Regions from separate parts of the Mus musculus genome. Here region 2 is linked to region 1. A link is a contact called in public Hi-C data. All regions are on one chromosome and are shown on one strand. The core of a region is the stretch at or near the end of the contact, and the rest is flanking DNA. Distances in the headings are between cores, read along the strand shown.

The links. A called contact is a pair of places that touch in the nucleus more often than the background predicts.
Region 2: a Hi-C map of embryonic fibroblasts shows a contact between it and region 1, with 4 times the contacts expected there. The contact joins the enhancer-like site here to the promoter of Lgi3 in region 1. A contact is called at or near these places in 1 of 39 promoter capture datasets (neural stem cells), 10 of 484 Hi-C or Micro-C datasets (the HL-1 cell line, the N1E-115 cell line, cerebral cortex and 5 more), 2 of 115 datasets of contacts at active chromatin or transcription factors (embryonic stem cells and pancreatic cancer cells) and 1 of 9 other capture datasets (pancreatic islet).

The regions. Positions count from the first base shown.
Region 1 is chr14:70,527,979-70,533,187 of GRCm38.p6, reverse strand. Lgi3 (leucine-rich repeat LGI family, member 3) reads right to left here and starts at 2,367. Exons shown (of 8, transcript NM_145219.4): 1 at 1,918-2,367; 2 at 1,049-1,120; 3 at 342-413; 4 at 1-11. The coding sequence starts at 2,123.
Region 2 is chr14:70,307,195-70,312,403 of GRCm38.p6, reverse strand. Slc39a14 (solute carrier family 39 (zinc transporter), member 14) reads left to right here. Exons shown (of 10, transcript NM_144808.4): 6 at 1,429-1,548; 7 at 2,133-2,321; 8 at 2,439-2,646; 9 at 3,570-3,754. Among named protein-coding and RNA genes, the nearest start is that of Ppp3cc, 20 kb to the right of the region's middle. Within about 2 kb of position 3,108, at least 61 of the 459 cell types and tissues checked have an H3K27ac peak or open chromatin away from gene starts, as enhancers often do. A contact at or near this core is called in the HL-1 cell line, the N1E-115 cell line, embryonic fibroblasts and 2 more, where this site is marked.

The DNA.
Region 1 (5,209 bases), core at 1,118-3,617:
TCTCTATGAAGCTGGAGAAAATAACAGCTTGACTTAGTTGCCACTCAGAGTCCCAAAACCATCCCCCCAGTGGTGATTTCCTTACATCTCAGGCCAGATGCACAGGAGCCAGTGACAGGCTTCCACATGTGCAATAATGTCACACCGTAGTAGTGATGGGGTATTAGGCAAGATGACAGGGGCATGAGAGAAATGACCCCCTTGCCCATCCTACAGTCAGGGCACTCAGGGCTTGTCCCTCCCACCCCACTCCCAGCCTTCCCCCTGCACTTTCCCTCCCATCCCACTAGGGACTGGGCCCCCTCCTTCCACCCTGCCCTTGACCCTTCCCTCCCACACACAGGTACTGCAGGTGCGACAGTCCTATGAAGGCATTGTCTCCAATCAGTGTGAACTTGTTAGAGTTGAGTAACCTGGGAAGACAAAGCAGGAATTAGACTTTGTGAGGGTGTGCCTGCTGCCCATGCCTACTGCCTCACCCGTGAGCTTCCTCAAGACCTGGCTGCCCTTCCCTCATCCCTCAGGACCCCTGGTCAGCAAGGCCGGGTGTGAACTTGTTTCCATGCCCCAAGATCCCTGTTAGCTCCTGAATATGGTGGGAGGCAACGTTATCCTGCCGAGCTGGCTCCTGGCCCACTTCCATGGCATCTCCTTGTCCAGTCTTCTCATCCTCACCTTAACTCACCCTAGCCCTGCACCGACAGCTGTCCACCATGCCTCCCGAACTCTGACCCCTGGGCTCACCTGTGTTTAGCACAACCCTCTCCTCTGAAGTGTCCAGGTTCTGGCACTGGGCCAGGCCATTTCAACCCAACTCCCTAGACCCCCTAGAGAAGTGGAGTCTAATGCTCTGTATATCCCCCTCTCTTGGCTTCTGTGTGCAGTTTCCCTGCTACCCGGACTCCTGACCTCATGTCACTCCACCTTCTGCTTCTATCGGGACATCTGCATTTTCAAACCCTCCCTCCACCTACTCTCACCCAGGTTCAGCATCTGTCAGGTTCTACCACGTTCCCCCCAACCCCCTCTTCCACAAAGCTATCCATACAAGAACTGCAACAACGGCAGATGGGAGAAGGCTCCATCCTGGATCTCTGAGAAGGCAGCATTCACCAGCGTCCTGCAGGGAACACAGGAGCCAAGACTGTGTAAGTGTCTGAAGGACCTGTACTGTGGACAGAGGTGGACAGGGCAGTGGCTTCTGTGTTCAGCAGCCCTAGCCCCCACCTGCAGCTACCCTTTCTTCCCCAAAACTCAATGTCCTCCATTCTTCTCCCCCTGCTGCCTCCAGAAGCGACAGTGGCCCGAGGCTCACCTTCCCTCTCAGCCAAGAGCAGGTTCCATTACCAGCATCAGCACCATTACCCAACACCCACAATGTCTTGGTGCTGCTGAGAGATGGGGCAGCAAGAAGGGGGACCTCACAGTCTCTCTAGCCCCACAGGCAAAGGGGTGGGAGTCATGGGCCAGTTGCTGCAAGTGAGGCTGGCCCAGCTGTGTGCACAATAGCAGACCCAGTGGCAGGAGTCTGGTCCATGCCAAGGTACCACGAGGGCAAGCATACTTGTCACCCCTCCCCCTGCTGCTATTAGTCCTGCTTTCTGTCCTTGGTGTGACCTCACAGGGTGGGGCCAGCATGCTCTTGTAGACACTCCCTCCAACCCACACACAGTAGGTCTCATTGCGCTGCTGATGGTGATGATTCATCCTTGGCCATGAATTCTGGTTTACCCAAGCTATGGCTGCTGTACAGATTGCAGCGCTCCCTGCAGACTGGGGCCTGGAGTCTCCAGTTCTGAGGATACCTGGGAGTGCTCCTGGTCCATATCCTCTCAAAAGAGGAGCAGGGTTTCTCTCTTCCAGAGCTTTCTGTGCCTTCTTTCCTTTCCCCACCCCCAAGGCTAGGTAGACACTCACAGGGAGATGACCTCTGAAGGCAGGTTCTTGGGCACCGACTTAGAGTCCACGCAGAAGGCGGTGTCCCTGGTGCAGGAGCAGCTGGGTGGGCAGGGGGGCGTCTTAGGAGGTCTCTTGGCACTGACTTGCAGCATTAGGCAAAAACCCAGCGTGGACAACACCAGTAGCCTGCGCCCAGGGCCCCGCCTGGCTCGTAGCCCGGCCATGACTCCTGCAGGGTCTCCCCCCACACCAGCCTGCCGGCGCCCCGCTGCTCCCTGCAGGCTGTTCTGCCCCTCTCGAGAGCTTCCACCTCCGGGCTGCCGCAACTCTGGTGCCACCCGCTCTCTAGGCGCCACCTATTCCTCCTGACCTCGGGCGCTGATTGCAGTCCTTTCAGCTCCGGAGCGCTGCGCGGAACTGGGACCGCAACTACTGGCTGCCGGGGCTGGTGGACGCGGACTGCGGCGCAGGCGGCGGGGGCGCGCGTGGGGGCGGAGCGGGGAGGCCCAGGCCCGGCGCCCGCGGGAGAGCAGCCAAAGGATGGAGTGGTTGCACCCGTCCGCAGCGTGCCCTACCAGGCCACCAGGCTCTGTGTCTGATCTCCAGAGTTGTGTGTGCAGAGAATGCATTTGTATAAGAATTGTGTCTATGCAGGGTGCACATGGATCTGTGGACCTACGGTGCACCTGTGTGTGTGTCTTGGTTGTGAGGGGGCGTAGAACTAAGGGGTATGTCGCAAGTGACTCATGTACATCCAGGTTGGCATGAGAGATTGGGAGCTTGGGGGTGCGAGCTTGTTTGCATCAGCTGAGGAACACAGCGTGCTTTTGTGCCTGTGAGCTGAAAAGGGAAAGGGTAACCGCCGGAGTGGGAAGTGTGGACCGTTTCACACTGCACGGCCACAGTTGGAGTTGGAAGAGCCTTGGGGGTGCTCCAGCTCAGGTCTTTGTTTCATCAATAAGGAAACTGAGGCTACAAGAAAGCAAAAAGCTGCCAAACTCCCTATCTCTACTGTGTACTTGGCACGGTTAATTGGCTGGCCCTTTGGAGGGAAGGGACATTAATTTCCATCTACAGATAAGGAAAGTGTAGCCCTAGGCCCAGAAGCTCAACTTCAAGTTCACAGCAATCTTTCTACACCAGTGCTCTTCAAAGGGTAACTCTAGAGTCCAAAGCTCCTTGAGAGCCTTCCACGGAGTCCCCGAGGTCAACATACTTTACCTAAGAAGGACATTATTTGTCTATTGCACTTCCATGTTGCCACAAAAAGTACTCTGGAATTTTCCAGAGCTACATGGAGAGTGTTTGATGAAATCTCAGACTAAAGAGATTTGAAAAAAAAAAAGAATTATAACAGCAACATTTCTTCCTACAGCTATTTTTGTTTAAAAAGGCAAAGGCGTGTGGGTTGGCAAGATGGCACAGCAGGTTGCCCCCCCTCCCCCCCGAGCCTGAGGACCTGAGTTCAGCCCCTAGGACCCAAATAGCGGAAGGAGAGAACTAAGTGGCAGAAGTTATTCTCTGATCTCCACATGCATGCTGAGGCACCACCATACCTAAGCAAACAAACAAAAAACAAACAAACAAATCAATAATTAAATAAATAAATGGATGCAGTGGTTTTTGTTAAAGATATAGAAGTCTGGGAATATAGTTTAGGGGTAGTGCACACAAGGACCTGGGTTTGAGTTACAAAGTAGCAACGAATGTCATTTTACGGTTGGGGGTCAGCACCTCACAGGGAACTGTATTAAAGGCTCACAGCATTAGGAAGGGTGAGAACCACTGTTCTAGAGTGCCTGAATACAGGCACACACCACCATCACTGGCTGACTCACATGCCTTCTTTTGTGTTTGAGACAAGGTCTCAAGTATTCCAGGCTAGCCCTAAACTTACATAGCTGAGGATAACCTTGAACTTCCATCCCTTGGACCTGCCACGTGCTGGGATTACAACCATTTATCTACCTTAAAAAGAAAAATGTGAGCCGGGCGGGGGTGGCACATGCCTTTAATCCCAGCACTTCTGAGGCAGAGGCAGGTGGATTTCTGAGTTCGAGGCCAGCCTGGTCTACAGAAGAAGTTCCAGAACAGCCAGGGCTATACAGAGAAACCCTGTCTCGAAAAACTCAAACCAACACAAAAAAAATGTGATGCTGGGCAATGGTGGCGCATGCCTTTAATTCCAGCACTTGGGAGGCAGAGGCAGGTGGACTTCTGAGTTCGAGGCCAGCCTGGTCTACAGAGTGAGTTCCAGGACAGCCAGGACTACACAGAGAAAACCTGTCTCGAAAACCAAAACCAACCAAACAAAATGTGATGCTGGAGCTCAAACCACATTAAGGGCAAACACTCTAACAACTGAACTACAGCCCCATTTGCTTCTGTTACAAATCATAATGTAGATATCTGACATACGACCCCTGTGAAAGGGTCATTTGACCCCCAAGGGGGTCTGGACTCACAGGATGAGAACTGATGCTCTAGAGGGAAGCTAAAGCAAGATGATCAAGAGTCAAGAGCATCCTGGCCGTATAGTGAGACCTCAGCTAAGAAAAAAACCAACCCCCCCAAAAAAACCCAAACAAAGAACAACAACAATAAAACATCTTCTTTAGTGGCCCCACCTTCAGCCAGCAGGGGAAACCTCTGCTCTGAGTTAAAGTCCCAGCCCTGCAGCCTGGGATACTCCTGCCTTTTGACACCCACTAACCTCTGCTAGTCCAGTTGCCCGTGCTGCCTTGTGTGAGCCAGCTTGAGGGGAAGGAGCAAGGAGGGGTAAGGAGGATGACTGGGGCAGCTGGACAGCCATCCCCACTCGTCCCTGGCACGGCTTTGCCCAGCACACAAAGGGCAGAGTGAATCTTGTCCTGGATTGTGCAGCTGAGGGGCTGGGAGAAGGCAAAGGATAGTGGCCACTGTGAGGTTTTCCACTGCCAGGGTTGTCACAGAGGGCAACCCAGAGACAAGGGGGAGGAGTTTGGAGCCTAGGCTTAGCTATCGAGAGGTGCCCTGAGGATGAAGTAGATGACAGTGATGACGATTGGTCTTTGATGCCCATGAAGTCATCTGAGTGTCAGGGCAGCTTTGTGAGGCGGGGAAGTCGGGGGGTGGGGCAGTAGGCCCATTTCAGAGATGAACACAGTAAAGTTTAGAAAAGTAGGGCTTTTTTCCTGTGGGTTCCAGAGCTTCCAGGGGGAACACAGATCTCATGTATCAAAGGAAGGCACTAGGGACTTGCGGAGGGAGACTCCTTGTGTTTGGTAACAACAGTCTTATGGTTGTGTATGATCACATATAGGCTGTGTGC
Region 2 (5,209 bases), core at 1,859-4,358, 220 kb after region 1:
GTTTGCCCTTGAAGTCACTTGGGGTTCTCCTTCAGGAGGGTTAGCTCTTGTCTCTGTCCTGTTCCCAAGAGACCTGGAGTATATTTTTGGAGATAGCCTCACCTCATGGGTTTAGACTTGCTGTCTTCCTGCCTCCGTCTCCCAAGTACTGGGAATTGAGCCTGTTTTCTGTTAGAAACGACACAAACAGGTCATTGGATACTTGGCACCATAAACCAGGAGCCAGACTTAGGACAGCTCTCTGGCTACTCCCACCTTCTTTTACCCTTCCTTACTTAAGTGAAATTTCCAGAAAGAACTCAGAGCAGCATACCCCCCAGTCCATTCTTTTCAAAAATATTTTTATTTTGTTCTAGAGAAATGGAACCTTTGCTGGGCAGGCTGGCCTTAGAGTCCTGGGGTCCTCCCACCTCCTCCTCCTGAGTTTGGGAAACTGCAGGCTTGTGGAACTAGGCCTGGCTTTTATCCACCCCAAGATGCCTGCAGGGACAGAGCCTGCTTTTTTTGGTTTGTGGTCCTTTCAAGATTCTGTGGTCAGGACGATGCTGCAATTCTTGCTGTGGAACTAGAATGGATTTTCTCCTTTTAGCAATCGTAACTAAGCCACTTCCCGTTGTGTTTACGGGCAGATGAACCGAGGACAGTAGATGAGGCAAAAATAAACGCAGGTGGCCTCCCTTTATACGTGGAATTTGCTGACTAAGTGCTTTTGTGGCTAAGCACTAACAGAGATTAAGACAGCGTCCTCATTAAAAGGAGACAACCACCTTTTAATCCCCAGATCTGGGGAGGTAGAGGCAGGCTGACCTCTGTGAGTCTGAGGACAGCTTGGTCTATGTAGTGAGACCTAGTCAAAAAGAAAAGAAAAAGAAAGCAAGCAAGCCAAGTGGCCATGGTAGTTCCTGCCTATCATGCGACCCAGAATGCTTGCCGCTCTTCCCGCTCTTCCCGAGGCCCAGGGTTTGGCTCCCAGCGTGCACATGGCTCCCGGGTGGGTGCCTACAGCTCCAGGTTCAGGTGAACTGGCACCCTCCTCTGGCCTCCTCAGCCACCTACATGCATATTTGCAAACGCACACATTCACGTACACATAAATAAAAGTTAAGTAAATGTAAAATACATATAATAAAACCCTAAGAGCTGGAGATGTAGCTTAGTGGTAAGGTGATTGCCTAGCAAACCCAAGGTCCTGGATCCAAATGCCCAGGATCAGAAAAGCCTAAAGACAGCCTGCCTTTTGTATCCAAAGAGAATATGCAGGCACCAGGCTAGTGCTGGCGAGTCAGGGGAATGCAGAGGCTAGGTTTCTGCTGGCCGGAGAATGGGCAGCCAGCAGACTGCCCGTCTCCCAGAGTGGAGAGTGGTAAGCAGATGAGAGCCGCTGAAGGCTTATGTTTGTAAACTCATTCTGTTTTCCTGCGCCCACAGGCTTTTGGCTTCAACCCTCAGGACAATTACGTCTCCAAGTCTGCAGTGGTGTTTGGGGGTTTCTACCTTTTCTTTTTCACAGAAAAGATCCTGAAGATGCTCTTGAAGCAGAAAAACGAGGTGAGGCCCAGTTGTTAATGATGACCTATCCAGTGGAAAACCCTAACCTCGAAAACAAAAGTGCTGACGTGGGTCGGTGGGGTGTAGCAGCGCGTGACGGCGCTTGCAGAGCAAGCCTGGCATTCTCTCTATAGAGGACAGTAAAGAGGTTTGGTTACAAGCATCCAGGAACAGCTCTGACTGGTGTAGCTCCTGTATAAGAGGCCTCCTGTCGCTGGCATGGGGTCACTGCCTGTTAGAGTTGAATGAAGTGGCCATCTTAAAAGAGCAACCTAAGAACTTAGAGTAGTGGTCACCTCACTGGATTGGGTGACAGCAGGAGACTTCTTTGCCTACTAGAAAGTCCCTGTCTTTGTATGTGTTGCCACCGGCTATACCAATTTCTCTACGTCCCTGTGTGTGACCTGCTCAGTTTCCTTGGATATAGGAATAAGCTCTTCCCCAGCCTTGGCGTGCTTCCTCCAAGTGGTGGGCGCCGGGCTGGGCTGGGCTGGGCTGGGCTGGGCTGGGCTGGGCTGGGCTGGGCTGGGCTGGGCTGGGCTGGCAGTTTTGATCAGTAACACTGCTCACTCTTCCTACCCTAGCACCATCACGGGCATAACCATTTTACCTCCGAGACACTTCCTTCCAAGAAGGACCAGGAGGAGGGTGTGACCGAGAAGCTACAGAACGGGGACCTGGATCACATGATCCCTCAGCACTGCAACAGCGAGCTGGATGGCAAGGCGCCTGGCACGGACGAGAAGGTCATTGTCAACTCCATGTCTGTGCAGGTCAGCAGCCCTGAGTGCCCCCGGGGAAGCCTCGACACAGAAGCCACGCCTTTGTGAGTCAGGCTCTCCGGAGGTCACTCTGTAACCTGAAGTCCACTGGTGTGTCCTTTCTCATAGGACCTGCAGGCATCCCAGAGTGCTTGCTACTGGCTCAAGGGGGTCCGCTACTCTGATATCGGGACCTTGGCCTGGATGATCACCCTGAGCGATGGGCTCCACAATTTCATCGATGGCCTGGCTATTGGTGCCTCCTTCACTGTGTCTGTCTTCCAAGGCATCAGCACGTCAGTGGCCATTCTCTGTGAGGAATTCCCTCATGAGCTGGGTGAGTGCTTAGTCCCTGTCCCCGTGTTCCAGCTGTCTCAGTTTTTGTCTGAGACACCGAGACACCCTTCTTGCATCACATCCCTGCTGCTCCTCCCACCTCCACCACAGCACTCACTGAATTAACGCCCTGTCTCGCTAACTCTGGAATTATAACAGTGGAGCATAGCTTAGAACTATAGAGGTTCTTACAGGGAGATTTTTATCCCATGAGCCCTGTGTCCTGTGGCTTAATTTTCCCACCTGTATAGCATGATTAATACCTACACCTGCCTTTTAGAATCATCAAGGGGATTATAGGCAAACAAATGTTGAAAAGGACTTGCCAGGTGCCACACAGTATTGTGGCTACTCAGTAAAGATCCCCTCTTTATGTCCTGCATCCTGTAGAAGCTAGAAAGCATGTCATGTGAATGAAGCAGAAAAGCCAGCGCCTAGGGGTGCGTGTAGTTTTATCAAGGGAGTCTAAGAAGCCATGACTCAGGACCCAGTGACAACACGGGCTCCTAACTTTGGCATTTATTGGCTTGAGCACTAATTTCTCCCTCTCTCAAGTCTGGTCCTGACCGTGCCATCCGTTAGGAGACAGGGAGCTATTTTCATTTCACCATCAGTCAAAAAAGAAGTGAGGATGTTGCTGGTTGGTTATAGACATTTAAAGTCCTGTGGATTATTTTCAGCCTCTGTGTGGGGAGCGATGAGGCCGGTGCTGGTTGCTTATGTTCTTCCAGAAGTCTATGAGGGCTTTGCAGCCTCTGTGCTGCGAGGTCATGGCCAGGATTGGAAGATGGGTGTGCCTTTATCCCAATACCACCTGAGAATGAGATTTTCACCCGCACATGCTTCACCCGTAGCTGAAGCAGTCCCATTCATTAGTGTCGTGCGTCCTGACTCAGCCCGCTTCCTGTTCTCATGCCATTGCAGGAGACTTCGTCATCCTGCTCAATGCTGGCATGAGCATCCAGCAGGCTCTCTTCTTCAACTTCCTCTCTGCCTGCTGCTGCTATTTGGGTCTGGCCTTTGGCATCCTGGCTGGCAGCCACTTCTCTGCAAACTGGATTTTTGCACTGGCTGGAGGAATGTTCTTGTATATTGCCCTAGCCGATATGGTAAGTGCTGTGGTTTCTGGTTGCCTCTTGGACAGGAGGGCAGCTAAAGGCCACACGTTCGGGTGTGTTTGGTTTTTAATTCTTTACATTGATATGTGTGTAGATGCGTGATAATTCTCATGGGAAACAACTTGTGGGACTTGGTTCTCTTTATGTCATGGGTTCCTAAGATGGGACTAGGCACCTAATGCTCTGTCACACGGAGCCATCTTGTCAGCCCAAGATTTTGTTTTTTGTATTGGCTTTATTGAAGTCTCTTTCACACTCAACCCAATTCACTGATTTTAAGAAGTAACAATTCAGGGTTAGAGAGATGGCTCAGCTGTTAAGAGCACTGGCTGCTCTTGAAGAGAACCCAGGTTTGATTCCTAGCTACAGTCCCAGGGGATCCTACTTCTTGTGTTCCACAAGGGCCCAAGCATCCATGTGGTACACAGACATACAGGCAGCTAAAGCACCTACATATAGCATACACGCATCGAATAAATTTTTTAAATCTAAAATGATATAATAATCTGACCTTTTCAATGCAGCATTCGGGGTTTTTGTTTGGGTTTGCATGAGACAAGAGTCTCACTCTGTAGCCCAGGCTGGTCTCAAAGTCATTGCAGCCCTGCCCCTACCCACCAGATGTTGGGCAGACAGGTGTAAACTACTATACCCAGAAGTCATTGGGTTTTAAAGGGAGAACTTTGGTCTCTCTATTAGCATTTCACTATAGAAAATTGACCATACTCAGGCTAGGGTCCTTATTTCAGTTTGATGGAAAAGGTGTGCTGTGTAGACAGAAAGAAAAGAGGGAGTGAGAAAGAAAAGGCATCACTTAGACTTTTGTCTACCACAAGTTAATGGTAACCTTATGGATGTCCTTTTAAGTTTTAATTAATAAGTTCATATATAAGTGCTGTATTTATATCATTTACCTCCCCCCAACTCCTGTGGCCCCCACCACCACCTTGCTCCCTCTCAAATGCACAGTCTTTTCTCTCTAATTATTATTGAGAGATATAAGAATACACATATAGGGCTGGCAAGATGGCTCAGCAAGTAAGAGCACTAACTGCTCTTCTGAAGGTCCTGAGTTCAAATCCCAGCAACCACATGGTGGCTCACAACCACCTGTAATGAGACCTGACGCCCTTTTCTGGTGTGTCTGAAGACAGCTACGGTGACTTATGTAATATAATATAATAATATAATATAATAATAATAATAAGTAAACCTTAGGGTCAGAGCAAGCAGGGACTGAGTGAGCGGAGTTGACCAGAATGAGCAGAGGTCCTAAAAAATTCAATTCCCGACAACCACATGAAGGCTCACATCCATCTGTACAGCTACAGTGTACTCATATACATGAAGTAAATAATAATAAAAATCTTTTAAAAAAAAGAATGCACATACACACACACATATATATAATATACAAACTTCCAAGTCCATTTGATGTTGCTCGTC